2 separate regions of the Mus musculus genome follow, and region 2 is linked to region 1. Evidence: chromatin contacts called from public HiChIP or PLAC-seq data. All regions are on one chromosome and are shown on one strand. The core of a region is the stretch at or near the end of the contact, and the rest is flanking DNA. Distances in the headings are between cores, read along the strand shown.

The links. HiChIP or PLAC-seq counts read pairs in DNA pulled down with a chosen protein or histone mark.
Region 2: a contact with region 1 is called in an H3K4me3 HiChIP or PLAC-seq map of forebrain, with 2.6 times the contacts expected there. The contact joins the promoter of Cars2 here to the enhancer-like site in region 1. A contact is called at or near these places in 2 of 15 datasets of contacts at CTCF or cohesin (CD8 T cells and embryonic stem cells), 23 of 484 Hi-C or Micro-C datasets (B cells, the BV-2 cell line, the G1E-ER4 cell line and 11 more), 15 of 115 datasets of contacts at active chromatin or transcription factors (the 230-238 cell line, the SCID.adh cell line, T-cell acute lymphoblastic leukemia and 9 more) and 4 of 9 other capture datasets (adipose tissue, embryonic stem cells, liver and 1 more).

Annotation. Positions count from the first base shown.
Region 1 is chr8:11,416,050-11,422,743 of GRCm38.p6, forward strand. It overlaps Col4a2 (collagen, type IV, alpha 2), which reads left to right. Exons shown (of 48, transcript NM_009932.4): 20 at 1-26; 21 at 4,528-4,620; 22 at 5,119-5,273. Among named protein-coding and RNA genes, the nearest start is that of E230013L22Rik, 59 kb to the right of the region's middle. Within about 2 kb of position 3,817, at least 83 of the 459 cell types and tissues checked have an H3K27ac peak or open chromatin away from gene starts, as enhancers often do. A contact at or near this core is called in cerebral cortex, embryonic fibroblasts, forebrain and 2 more, where this site is marked.
Region 2 is chr8:11,547,582-11,554,275 of GRCm38.p6, forward strand. Cars2 (cysteinyl-tRNA synthetase 2 (mitochondrial)(putative)) reads right to left here and starts at 3,190. Exons shown (of 15, transcript NM_001359137.1): 1 at 2,918-3,190; 2 at 2,677-2,727; 3 at 146-263. The coding sequence starts at 3,096.

The DNA of each region.
Region 1 (6,694 bases), core at 2,567-5,066:
ACCTGCAGGCCCACCTGGACCAGATGGTGAGTGGCTGTGTTCACCTGGAGCCTAACCAAGCTGGTTCTGAGTTGATCCAGTGGGCTAATGAGTGAGGGTGTGGTGGGCATTCCCAGGGTCCACACAGGAACTAGCATAACAGCTATCACATCCATCTGTAGAGAATCAATGGTCCCACAGGTCCTGCATGGTAAGCTGTGGCTGCGGTGACTTAGCAGGAAGGCACCCACTGTGAGCTGAAATCCCTGTGCTTGGGTCTCTGCAAGCGTCTTCTTCCTTAACTCACAGCTCCTCTGCTCTGCTTCGGCAATCTGGGTCAACTTCTCTGTCACTGCAAAGCCAATGTCACAGGAGATAGCTATTGATGCAAGAAAGGATCGCTGCATAAAGGAATGGTGGCCACTGACAGGGGGCACAGGAGACCCAGAGAGTCTGTATATATGGCAGATGAGGAGGAAGGTTTGGCCAGCCTGCTGTCCCACAGCACCTGACTTAGCCAGGGTGATGCCCCATAGCATCTGGGATGGTCCCTGAGTCAGCCAGGGTAGCATTTTCAGGTTGTGATGGTCCATGCCATCCTTAATATCAAGAACGCTTATCTACTGAGTGGTATGTGTGCCATAGCTTTGAGCTGGTCATCCACAAAGCCCGGTCTCTTCAGCTATAGCATTCAGTTACACATTAGATGTTGAAAAATTCCTCATGGGAACATTTCATCTGCTGGAAAGACTGGCTTTTGAGGCACTGAAAGGAAATATGAGGTCATTTTCTCTTTCCGGAGTAACATCGACCCACTTCTTTCCAAAATGATTTCAACTCCCTGACATCACCTCCAGCAGCAATCTCTCCTCAAGTCGTTCTTTCAGGGGGCAGGGCAACCTATTTGCTCATGGGTAGTGTTGGGGTTTAGTTAAACTTCAAGTTCAGAGGCTGTTTTAATTGCTTTGGGAAAATCCTTCTCTGCACCATCTCCAGAGGGAAAGTTGTTAGTATCATCTCTTCCATAGAAAGAAATTCTTCTGTAACACAGACGCATAGGAAGCCAGTCACTTTGCTTCTGCTCATATCCCACAGTAACATTTTAACTTAACATGAGCCTACTTGCCCAGTTCTCTTTCTTTTGGAAGATAGCACATTCGTTTGAAAAGTAAGTGTTGATATTTTCTTGGATGATGCATCTGAGCAAAGCTATCTTTAATGTTTTCTATTATGCTAAAGGTAATTTTTATGATTTATATTTGTTAATATTGACAGGAAAATATTTATCGATGACATGTGTACCATAAAAATGTCTATGAGCCTGTCCTTCCTGTGTGTAGTGTCTGTAGGGTTTTCCCCACATGCGTCAAAAACATAAACGATACCATGAATGAGGACATTGTCTCTGTCACTCTATCCTATCACAAGCATCCAATATCTTCATGGATGAATTTTGCTCACTAAGTGGTTTACAGCTTCAATGACATAAATAAACTAACAGAAGCAAATAGATCTAGACAGCAACCTGTAGTAGATTACCAGCTGATAAGGGGATGTATGCAGAAAAGGGACTCATGTAAGAAGTTTATCAACTAAAAATGTTAGGACATCCAGTTTAAGCCCTTCTTGCATTGTTTCCTCTTTGAGACACATTGTTGTTTTCTCTGTGCGATACATTGTTACCAAATCAACTGCTCCTACAGCAAACTCTTAAGTGAAAACTAGCCAACCAACGGCCTTTTGAAGTATGCTCATAGTTCGGATCCACCCTGAAATTAGTACTGGAAACCAGGAGTCCTACCTTGCTCAGCCTTTCTCAGATCTGAAACGTTTGGAGTCTTCTCTCAGAAACTGCCTTTGGTCCTATTTTGTGTGCTGCGGTTGCTGGAAGCCAGAATGCTTAGTCATTCAGAGAATCGGAGCGAACATTGATGCCAGCTGTCTTTCGGGGTGAAAGGCTCTGCTGGCGCCATTTCTAGTACAGCTGACTGAATCAGCTATTGGCTTCTTCGTGGAAGTCATGCTGAGATCTCCCACGTCCCAAAAAATGTATTTAAAATTATGAATGAATTACGTAGAAGAAAACAACCCAGGGGAGAGACAGAGGTCGAATCTACACGGCTCAACTGTGCCTTCATAAAGGCCTTACTAACTCCCAAGAAAGACATCTCTCTTTGTCCTTGGTGCAGGTTTTAAATGGCAATTTTGTCCTTGGTGACAGGTCTCTAGTTTTAAGTGTTCATAGAGTCCAGGTGATAATCCTTCTATTTACGGTCTGCTTTTCTCTCTGTCTGTCAGGAGGGCTTGACAGTTTAGGCTAGAGCCCAACCCAAACCTAAGCATCTCCTGGAGGGGTTCCACGGGCACATAGGCAGTGCCTGTGCGGAAAGGCTTTCCTCGGCTCCATAGTACCTGTCCACTATTCCTATCTCTGGATACTTTGTAGGACTTCTCAGTGGCCCCCTCTCCCTCTCCCTCTCCCTCTCCCTCTCCTTCTCCCTCTCCTTCTCCCTCTCTAACTGCTTCTCTCTCTCCCTCCCTCCCCCACCTCTCTCTCTTTGTCTCTCTCTGCCTGTCTCTGTCTCTCTGTCTCTCTCCTCTCCTCTCTTCCCCTCTCCTCTCCTCTCCTCCCCTCCCCTCCCCTTCCCTTCCCTCCCCTCTCCTTTCCTCTCCTCTCCTCCCCTCCTTTCTCCTCTCCTCTCTTCCCCTCTTCTCTCCTCTCCTCTCCAGTGGGAACGCAGCCCTGTGAAAACATCACCATTCCTCCTCTGTACTCTGAGCTACAGCCATGAAACTTCTCACTAGAATCAGCAGCACTGGGTCTCAAGAATGCCCAGAGCGGAGCTGCAGATCTCCACGCTGTCACTCTCCTCTTTGACCCACACATTCCCTGGTACCACTATTCCTCCATAGCGTCTGTACTTGAGCCAGGAGTCTCTGGGCACCTCACTCTCCACACTGGACTCACAGTGTGTGGTGCAGTCTCTCTCCTTAAAACACTTCAGGACTCCCGTTGCCCTTAGGAATAAAAGCCCAAGAGGGTCTTCTCCCCTCCTCCATGACAACACTCCTCCGTGTACCCTTTACACACTCCCTGGTCATGGCTCCATACTGTTAAGGGGCCATTTGGTCCCTCCGTTCCATTTCTGGAGAGCCCTTCAGCTCCCCGCCTGGCCAGCTCCCTCTGTCAGCCACAGTCCATGCCACTTCCTCAGAAGACCCCCCTGGACACCACCCATTCTAAATCAGCTGCTCCCAGCTTCCCTCTCACGGTGCTAGCTAGAATCTGAAACTTCACATTTGTTTGCTGAGCGTGTTAGCTGTGTCCCTGCATCTCAGCTGTCAGCTCGAGGCAGGCCAGCTTCCCAGTGCCAACACAGCTCCTGGCCTGCTGCCTGGCGTGGCTCAGGAGCTGGCTTGTGGTGGATGAATGAGTGAGTGAGAGACTGTGTTAGATGTGAGGCCAGATCAGATTACACAGAACAATGCCCGCTGGTCTCTTCTACAAATCTCTGCTTCCCTAGGCGCTCCCAAACCATCCCATGCCTTTGAAGTCACTGCCTCCTTATCCTTTCCTGTGTAGCCACAAGCACCTACCTTGTCCTGGGGTATTCGATGGAGCTATGACCACTACTAGATTTAGCAGCAATAAGGCTTGGTGGCTCATACCTGTCATCCTGACACCTGGGAGGCTGAGACCAGAGAGTCACCATAAGTTTGGGGCCAGCCTGGGCTACAGAGTAAGACAATGAGAAGCAAAGGAGTCCAGAGGTACTCAGCTACCCTGCAGCACAGCCAATCTCGCCTGGATACGCAGCCTTGGATCCACCACCAGATGGCAGTCTTCCCAAAGGCCTCTAAGAATTGTGAGGTCTTAGTGGAGTCTCATCTGGTCAATTGATATACATATGTGCAATTATTGGGGCACTGTAGTGACTAATAACTCTGACCTTTAGTGAAAAAAAAAGTGAACCTAGAAGAGGAATATTGGGGCCAAGGTCATTTAGTGAGGTCAACCATGCCCAGTACCAATTAGGAGAATTCCAGTTAGTTTCCAGGACCCCCATGTTTGCAGGTTTACATGTGTGTTCATGTGTGCAGGAGAAAGGAGAAATGGGGAGGTCTGAGAAGAGATGGGCATGCACTCCAGAAAGGGGACAGAGGGAGAGCTGAGTTTATCTTAATCCCACACCAACCCCCCCACCCCCCCACACACACACCTTGGGGGACATTCTCTGAGGCTGAGCAGAGATGCGCGGCCATCAGCAACATGGCTGAAAAGTCAAATTCTTCGTTTGGACTGAACGTTCCTCAAAAGCAAAGACATTGGTCTCGATACATTGGTAGAAAAGCTAAATTTGCAGGCTCTGGTCTCTGTTCCATCCTGAGGGACCATGGCCACATGGCTGTCCAAGCTTCTGTCTTGGAGGTGCTGGTGTGGGTCTGGAGATGCAAGGAGCTGGGGTAGACTTGGCTGAGAGGCTGCACTGGACCTGACTGATCTGGCCGACTCTCACAAATGCTTTTGTCCTGTGTGTTTTTCCGTAGGCTTCCTGTTTGGCCTGAAAGGATCAGAAGGGAGAGTGGGCTACCCGGGACCTTCAGGTTTCCCAGGAACACGAGGGCAGAAAGGATGGAAAGGTGAGGACTGCAGGGTGGGAAGGTCAGGATGGTGACCCCAACCTAGCCCCCATGTCACCTCCTCTTGCAAGTTGACCCCGCCCCCACCCTTCATTCACTTCTCTGAGGGTAAAGGATGGGCAGTCTGATCTGAAATCTGAAATGCTACAGAATCTGAAACTCTCTGAGAACCAATATGCCAATATGGCACAGCAAGTGGGGAATCCCACAGCTGGCATCACTCGCTGGGCCGCAGCCAAAGTGGCCACACCAAAACTTGTGGGTAAAGTTAACTTCGGGCTGTGTACAAGTCCTATGAAACACCTTATGTCTGGATGAGGACTACCCGTGACCTCAGCACGTATATGCAGCATAAAAGGCACTCTAAAGCCAGGCGTGGCAGCGCACGCCTTTAATCACAGCACTCAGTGTCTTCTCCCACCAGCCCCTCCACCTGTCCTCTACCCCTGCTAGTCCAAGCCCAGCTTAACGCATGCAACCCTGTCCTAATCACGACAGGTGAAGCTGGAGACTGCCAATGTGGCCAGGTCATCGGGGGTCTTCCGGGACTGCCAGGACCCAAAGGTTTTCCCGGTGTCAATGGGGAGCTCGGAAAGAAAGGCGACCAAGGAGACCCAGGCCTGCACGGTATCCCTGGGTTCCCAGGATTCAAGGTGAGAGAAGAGCGCCCCCTGCTGGCTAGGGTTACCTTGCAGCTGCCAGGTGCCGGTGCCTGAGGCGAGCCAAACATCGTTCACACACACTATCGGCTTTTTTTTTTTCCTAAGATGTGCTTTTGAAAACTTTAACCTGTTGGACTGAGATAGCGCAAGCCACTATGTAAGTTAGACATAAAGTTATCACTGGACCCAGAGGTTCCATTCCAGGCTGCAGAAAGGGACTGCAGCCCTGGGCCTTCTCAAGTATATGCACTGTGTGTGGAATGGCATTATACATAAGAGCCATTTTGTTTTATAGAAACATCCAAAATGCCCACTGTCTGATAGGTAGGAGAGAGAAAAAGTGCATGCCCACACTAAGGTATGCCGTCCTTCACAGGTGGAGCACTGGGCACACTGCTGTGTAGAGACACAGGTGCGCGTGCACATATGCACAGCCTCACCATGTCTCCCAAGCCAGCCTTCAACCCCTGGCAATGCTCCCATTTCTGCCTCCCTTACTCTGGGATGGCAGTGTGTGGCACCACAGCTGAATGTCCCTATCACTTAAGAATGACACTGTTTCATCTTAGTGCCTGTGATACTATGTTACGTCTTAGTGCAGGAGACCGTGCCAGTGTGATCGCAGATCGCAGATCTGCGGCTAGCCTAGGCTACATGAGCAAGACCCTGTCAAACACACATATACACACACAGCAAAAGGAAAATGAATGAATGTTTTAAAGACAGTGCCTCCCCTCTAAGTCTGAGTGTTGTTAACGTGTTCAGAAAAGATCCTGAACTGGAAGCCATATGCTCCATCCTGGAGAATCAAGTCAGCTGTTCGTCTGACTCATTCCTAGAAGCAAATGGATTTCACTCGGTGCCTCTGAAACCTATAAATAGCCCACGTGTGCCTACTGCCCTCCTGTGTGCACACAGCAGAGGGCTTTTCTCCAACCGCCTCTGGTTGTGTTTGTTGTCCTGAACTTAATTATATGTCTGTGTGTACAACAACCCTGTGTAAAAGGATCCCCTAGGATGTGTGTGTGTGTGTGTGTGTGTGTGTGTGCTGGGGGAGTAAGAGTGTGGGTCTGTGGACCTGTGTGATTGTGACCAGGAGGCTGATGGGATAGATGGATACAGATAAATGGGTTGTTGATTGGCCAAATGATGTGTAGGAATGCCTGGAATAGTGTTCTGTGATCGTGGCTGGTTATCTGATCAGCTAGTTGGATGGATGGATGGATGGTTGAGAGAGGGAGAAACTAATACATAGTTGGTTATCTAGATAGATTATACACTTGACTAGTTTGTTGGAGAAGATAGGTTGGTTGGCTGTTTATAATGATGGATGGATGGATGGACAGATGGATGGATAACGATTGACTGATTGGCTGGTTAGTTGTAGTATTTGTGCTGTATAGCCTGGAAGG
Region 2 (6,694 bases), core at 1,940-4,439, 130 kb after region 1:
CGGTCTGGTTTTTTTTTTTTTTTTTGGAGAAGAGTCTTCGGGACACATAAAGGGTCACAAGTACTAGGAATACATGAAAGTAGCCTCGGCAGGGAACGGCCGCTCAGCCACCGGCTTGCCGGTCAATGTGAGGGAGGCTGCTTACCTCGTTAGCTCTCTTGATTATTTTGTCATCCACGTCGGTAATGCTCATCGCCATGACCACATTGCATCCAAACACTCTGGTCAGGATCCTCCGGATAATGTCAAATCTAACATAGGAGCTGAAAGAAAAACACTGCCAGGCTGTCTTCAACACACAGAATCAACGGCGTTAATTTACTTATTCTATTTTCTGGCTTCTCGACACAGAGTTTCTCTGTATCTGTGCAGCCCTGGCTGTCCTGGAACTCACTCTGTAGACGAAGCTGGCCTCGAACTCAGAGATCCACCTGCCTCTGCCTCCCAAGTGCTGAGATTAAAGGTGTGCGCCACCACTACCTGACCAGTATTTTATTTTTAACCTAGTTTTTTTGTTGTTGTTTTTTGGTTTTCCATACAGGGTTTCCCTGTATAGCCCTGGCTGTCCTGGAACCAGGCTGGCCTCAAACTCAGAGAGACCTGTCTGCCTCTGCCTCTCAACTACTGGGATTAAAGGTGTGCGCCACCATTGCCCAGCTGTTAAAAATTATGTTATTTTTGATTATCTTGTTTTATTTCATGTGCATGTATTTTGCCTGTGTGTATGTATGTGCACCATGTGTGCATCTGACGGTTGTGAGCCATCATGTGGGTGATGGGAGGAACTTAGTTCATCTATAAACAAGTACTCTGAGCATTACATCATCTCTCCAGGACACAATGTTTACTACTGCTACTATAGTGTCTGTGGTATGAATGCTCTGTGTGTGTGTGTGTGTGTGTGTGTGTGTGTGTGTGTGTGTGTATGTGTGCCTCTCACACACACAGGAGAGGCAGATGTGCAGAATGTATGTTGAGGTCAGAGGACAGTTTTCGGGGCTTGGTTCTCTCCTTTCACCAAGTGAATCTTGGGGATCAACCTCAGGTCATCAGGTTCTTACAAGAGGTGCCTTTACCCAGGGAGCCATCTTGTGGGCCCCATCAGCTTTATTCTTGAAAAGAAATGGGTTACAGTATAACACGCTACTATGTAACTTCCAAACAGTGTTCTACAGTTGATGCTTGGTTCATAGGGAACTAAGCCAAGTACTTTCTTACAAACTGGGTCCCACCTGGAGGCCCAGAAGGGCCTTGTGAGACGCAACAAAAGCAATCACATCAGTTTGGGACACTGTATTGCCTTTTTTAAGATTAAAGCTGTTGGATGAGTTTGCATGTATTTAAGTGTGTAAAAAATCCTGATACAAAACTCAATGTCAAGACTGTTTTGTTCTTGTTGCTTTAGGTCAGGGTTTCTCTGTGTAGTCCTAGCTGTCCTGGAGCTTGCTCTGTAGACCAGGCTGGCCTTGAGCTCACAGAGATCTACCTGCCTTTGCCTCCAGAGCTCTGGCATTAAAGGTGTGCGCCACCACTGCCAAGCAACAAGAGCTTTTTACCACTCTTGTTCTCTCGGATTGTCCCCACTACCCCAGTGCTGGAGGCAGAGACAGGTGGACCCTGGGGACGAGCTTCCCGGCCAGCGTGGCCTGTTTGTGGACTTCCAAGGCAGTGAGAGATTCTGTCTCAAAACAGACAGAAGGTAGCACTTGAGGATGACATCTGAGGATGTCCTCTGGCCTCCACACTTGCGTTTCATTTAGGTCTAAAAATACCCAATTAAGGATGCTGGCGAGATGGCTCAGTGGTTAAAAGCACTGACTGCTCTTCCTAAGGTCCTGAGTTCAAATCCCAGCAACCACATGGTAGCTCACAACCATCCGTAATGAAATCTGATGCCCTCTTCTGGAGTATCTGAGGACAGCTACAGTGTACTTACATATAATAAATAAATAAATCTTTTTAAAAATACCCAATTAAAACTGTGCAAGAGTCAGGCAGTAGGCGTATACCTTTTATCTCAGCATTCCAACAAAGACAGGGACATCTCTGAGTTTGAGACCAGCCTGGTCTATAAAGTGAGTTTCAGGACAGCCAAGACTACACAGAGAAACTCAGTCTCAAAAACAACAAACAAACAAAAAAGTGCAAGACAACAACTAAAATATCAAGAGATGGGAAATGTCAACAAATACTGCTCCAATGCTCCCTGGAGTCTAGCAAGACAGTATTCGGTCAGTGGGTCAGTGGTGGAGCACTTAGAACACTTGGGGGCGCTGTGCTAAGCGGCACTTCATAGACATTTCCAGAAACTGCCATGAAGATGTCATGTTGTCATTTCTGTCTTCACTCAAAATAAGAACCATGATTCCAGCAAGAATGTGATCCGTCCAAGACCAGGCAATGATCCCCCACTGTTGGATTCGGGTCTCTGGACCAACCTTAGAAACATCTAATTCGCAAACGGGTCACTCTCTATTCCTTCACAGTAACTCCAATGGGTATGCAACTCCAAACAGCTATGAAGACCAAAGAGACCAACATTCCGGTGTCTCACAATTCCCAGAATGCAATCATCACTCAGTTCACTTAACAGATTATAAAACAAGCTAACAGTTTACTCTTTGCACAATAAATAACCCTCTGACTTTGTCAAAGGTTCAAATCTAGGAAACTCACCAAGCATGGCCAAGATGTGCATGGTCGTACACAGTCGGTCCACAGCTATACCTGGGAACATATTAAGATCCACCATGTGAGATATGTAAAAGGAGCCCTAAGTCTTCCTTAACAACCTTCACTGAACACGCGCGGTGTTTAAGTGACGCTCGGGAGACCACGTCAGGCTTTCAGAATTGACTTGCCCCTGCGCACCTTCCCGCCCCGCCTCGCTCCGCCCTGCCTCTCCCGGCGCACGCACCAGGAGACTGCGTCCGAGCGGGCCACTATCAGCGGCTCCTTCCTGCCAGTGAGGCTGTTATGCACCTGCACGCCGGTGTCCTGGCCTTGCGGCCGTTGCCATGACCGCCCGCGCCGCCCGAGACCCAGCGCGGCCCGGAGCAGCAGAGCGCCGGGCCCAGGCCCGCGCGCCCGCAGCATATTGGGGACAGATCCAGCGAACAGGCGGAAGGCAAGATCCTGCAGGCCAGGCCCAGCCGGGCGAACCAGAAGCCACGCCCGTTCCTCATGGGGCTCCGCCCACTCCCGGAAGAGGCTACACTCTGCCTGAAGTCTGGCAATATTTAGGCATTTGGGCACGGTGGCAGCGGAAGAGAGGCGGGAACTTCGAACCCTTCCCCATTTTAGCGCAGATCTCCTCGCCTTTCCTTATGGGTAACTTGGGCTCGGTGTACATCATTGTGTCTGCTGCTGGGACCCGGTGTGCCCCGCAATATGTACCCAATCTCAGCACACCACTCCAACACACTATACACCATCCCGCGGTCATCATGTCCTCATTTAAACACCTCAATATGTGCGCCTTAACACACCCTGTACCCCATCATACGTACAGCATATCTGCAAGTATGTACCTTGCCACAATCAGTACGTGTAGATCAATACTACATACCAAACTGCTGTCTGCAACCCTGTACATGCAGTATTTGTGTACTTCTTACTGTTCTATGGGCTTAGAATGAAAGAACCACACCAGGAAATGATCCTTTCCTCAAGAACCTGTAACTGGAAATGCCTGTTGGAGAAACGACTGCCCTTCCAGAGGACCCGGGTTTGAGTCCTAGCATCCACACGGCTACTCAAAAGTTTGTAATTCTTGTTCCAAGAGGGGCCAAGGCTTCTTCTGGACTCATCAGACACTACATGCATGTGGTCCGCAGACAGACATCCAGGCAAAAATACCGTTACACATAAGAATAAATCATTTAAAACTTTTTAGAGTCAAAATAGTGGCATCCATCGATAATCAAAGATTTTGGGAGAGAGATACAGGAGCAGCAATGAGTTCAAGACCTGCCTCAGCTGCAAGAGACCCTGCCTTAAAAACAAATGAAAACGAGAGCAGAAGTCTATCGTTCATCTCTTGAGGACTGTTTGGAGTTACATTCAAATTACCCCCACAAATGCACCCCTACTGGTGGCTTACAAAAGTAAAGAGTCCTTTGCTTGTCCAGTCAAGTCTGTCTGATACTAAGCATGCTCAGGTCTTTCAGTATTTTTGGTCTTCCCCACCCTTTTTTTTTTTTTTTTTTTTTTGGTTTTTGGAGACAGGGTTTCTCTGTGTAGCCCTGGCTGTCCTGGAACTCACTTTGTAGACCAGGCTGGCCTCGAACTCAGAAATCCACCTGCCTCTGCCTCCCGAGTGCTGGGATTAAAGGCATGCGCCACCACGCCCGGCCTCCCCCCTTTCTTTGATGCTCTCTTGAAAGGCAAATGATTAGGCAGACATGTTGTTCCCTACTTTTTTCCTGAAAGTTCTGTCCTCTAACTGCTTGCCCGAAGCTAGACTTCCAGGTAATACAGACTGTGTTCTATGCACTATGGTAGTCAAATTCGTGGTCTCCAAATGTCCCAAGTTCTCCAGGAATATCATTCTTCCTCACAGTTACCTGCCATCGTGGCAGTTTGTCATTGTAAATGTGTGTGCACTTATTTGTCTCACTTCTATGGCAATGTGAACTTCTCTTTCTGTACCCTGCACCCCAGTTGCTGAGCAACGGTTTCACTCAGTAGCCCAGGCTGACTCTAGCCTACCTGGCTTTAAGCCCCTCCTGCCTCAGTCTCCCCCAGTTTGGGGACTACAAGTGTGAGCTTGTCCCTCTCCTTCAGTTCGGAACTGTAAATTGAACTCCTTGCTGTATCCCGCAAATTCAGCAAGGAGCTTGGCCTGAGAAAGTACCCCCAAAACTTCCTATGCAGGCAGTGAGATCCCTGATAGAGAAAGCGTTGCCTCTGATATGAGGTGTGCCTGTTTAAAACCCAGAACCCGCAGGCCAGAATGCCGAAGCCGGGGAAGAGCCGGGGCCGGCAGTTTAGAAAAACAGCTCTAGGAAGTCTGGGAGCCAAACCTTCCATGATTTTGAATGGCTGGCATGTTTGGCTTGGCCACAGGAGATCATGATTTCAAAACCAACAATGGTGTTTTCTGTCTGCTGCAAAGCCGACTCTCATGTGTTCCACCTCAACTGGCAAAAAGTCTGCTCCTTGTTAAGCCTTCGGAGAGTCCTTCAGACGTTTGTGGGATGTGTGTGATGGCTCCCACCTGTGATCCTAGAACCTGAAGGGAGGCTCAAGCTAAAACTCTTCAGGGGTTTGAGACCAGGCTGGGACTCCATGGGAGTTCTGGTCCAGCCTAAAGAATAGTATTAACCTATCTTTAAAAAAAAAAAAAAATTGTAGGGACTGAAGAGATGGCTCAGGAGTTAAGAGGACTGGCTGCCCTTCCATAGTATTCTGGTTTGATTCCCAGCATCCACAGCTCTCAACTGCCTGTAACTCCAGTTCCAGATCTGATGCTGCCTTCTGGCTTCTACAGACACTGCGTGCACACACTACACAGACACACATGCAGACAAAACACCCATACACAGATTATAAAATATCTTAATAAAAAAAAAAACAGAAAATGAGCTGGTGAGGTTGCTCAGTGAATAAGAGCACCGACTGCTCTTCCAAAGGTCCAGAGTTCAAATCCCAGCAACCACATGGTGGCTCACAACCATCTGTAATGAGATCTGATGCCCACTTCTGGAGTGTCTGAAGACAGCTACAGTGTACTTACATATAATAAATAAATAGATCTTAAAAAAAAACCAGAAAATGATAAATATAACCCACTCGCTGGTGCTTAACCGTGCACTCCGCCTGTGTATTGACCTTGTGCACAGACTGATTGGGTGAATTGATGAATCAGGGTGATTTATCACAGTAATACCGCAGAGAAAACCCAGTTCAAGTCACCATTCCTAAAAAAATTACATGTATTTATATATGTATGACAATGTGGAAGTCAGAGGACACATTGGGGGTGTTCCTTTCTACCATGTGGGGATCACAGGGAGTGAACTCAAGTTGTCAAGCTTGATGGTCTTTTCCAGCTAAGCCATCTTGCTGGCCCCAGGCCTGTTTCTTATCAAATCAAAAAGCCTGCATACAGTATGAAGTCAGCCTAGTACCCAGAGCTAGGGTCCCAGGACAGCTAAGGATATGCAGAGAAACCCTGTCTCAAACAAACAAACAACCACATAAAACAAAACTACGCATGTAGTTACAGGCTGGGCTGTAAATGGAAGCCCAGCTCAGGCTCCCTGAAGTGAGAAAAGTAGACATTTAGCAGGAGGTTGCCCAGTGTCCCCAAAGCCTTGCAAGGGAGACACCTCCAAACAGAAACCATTGCAAGGAGTCCCTCATTCATGTTTTGCCAGACTCTCTTTGGGGTGATGTTCATTGCTTCCCTAGTCTCTGCTGTACAGAAATAGGTTTTCCTAAAAATTGTATTTATCCACTTAGTGTGTATGGAGCAGGAGGGTACATGGGACATGGTGCTTACACGGAGACCAGAGGACCAACTCTGTGATCTGGGTTCAATCTCTCCTTTCACCATGTAGATTCAAGGGTTAATTCAGGTTAACTCGGCCATCTCCCTAGCCTTTGCTTTTCTATACAGTATAAATATACAAAAGCTTGATGTAAGTTAATTTTATCAATTGGTCTTTTGAGCTTGCTCAGAAAGCCAGTT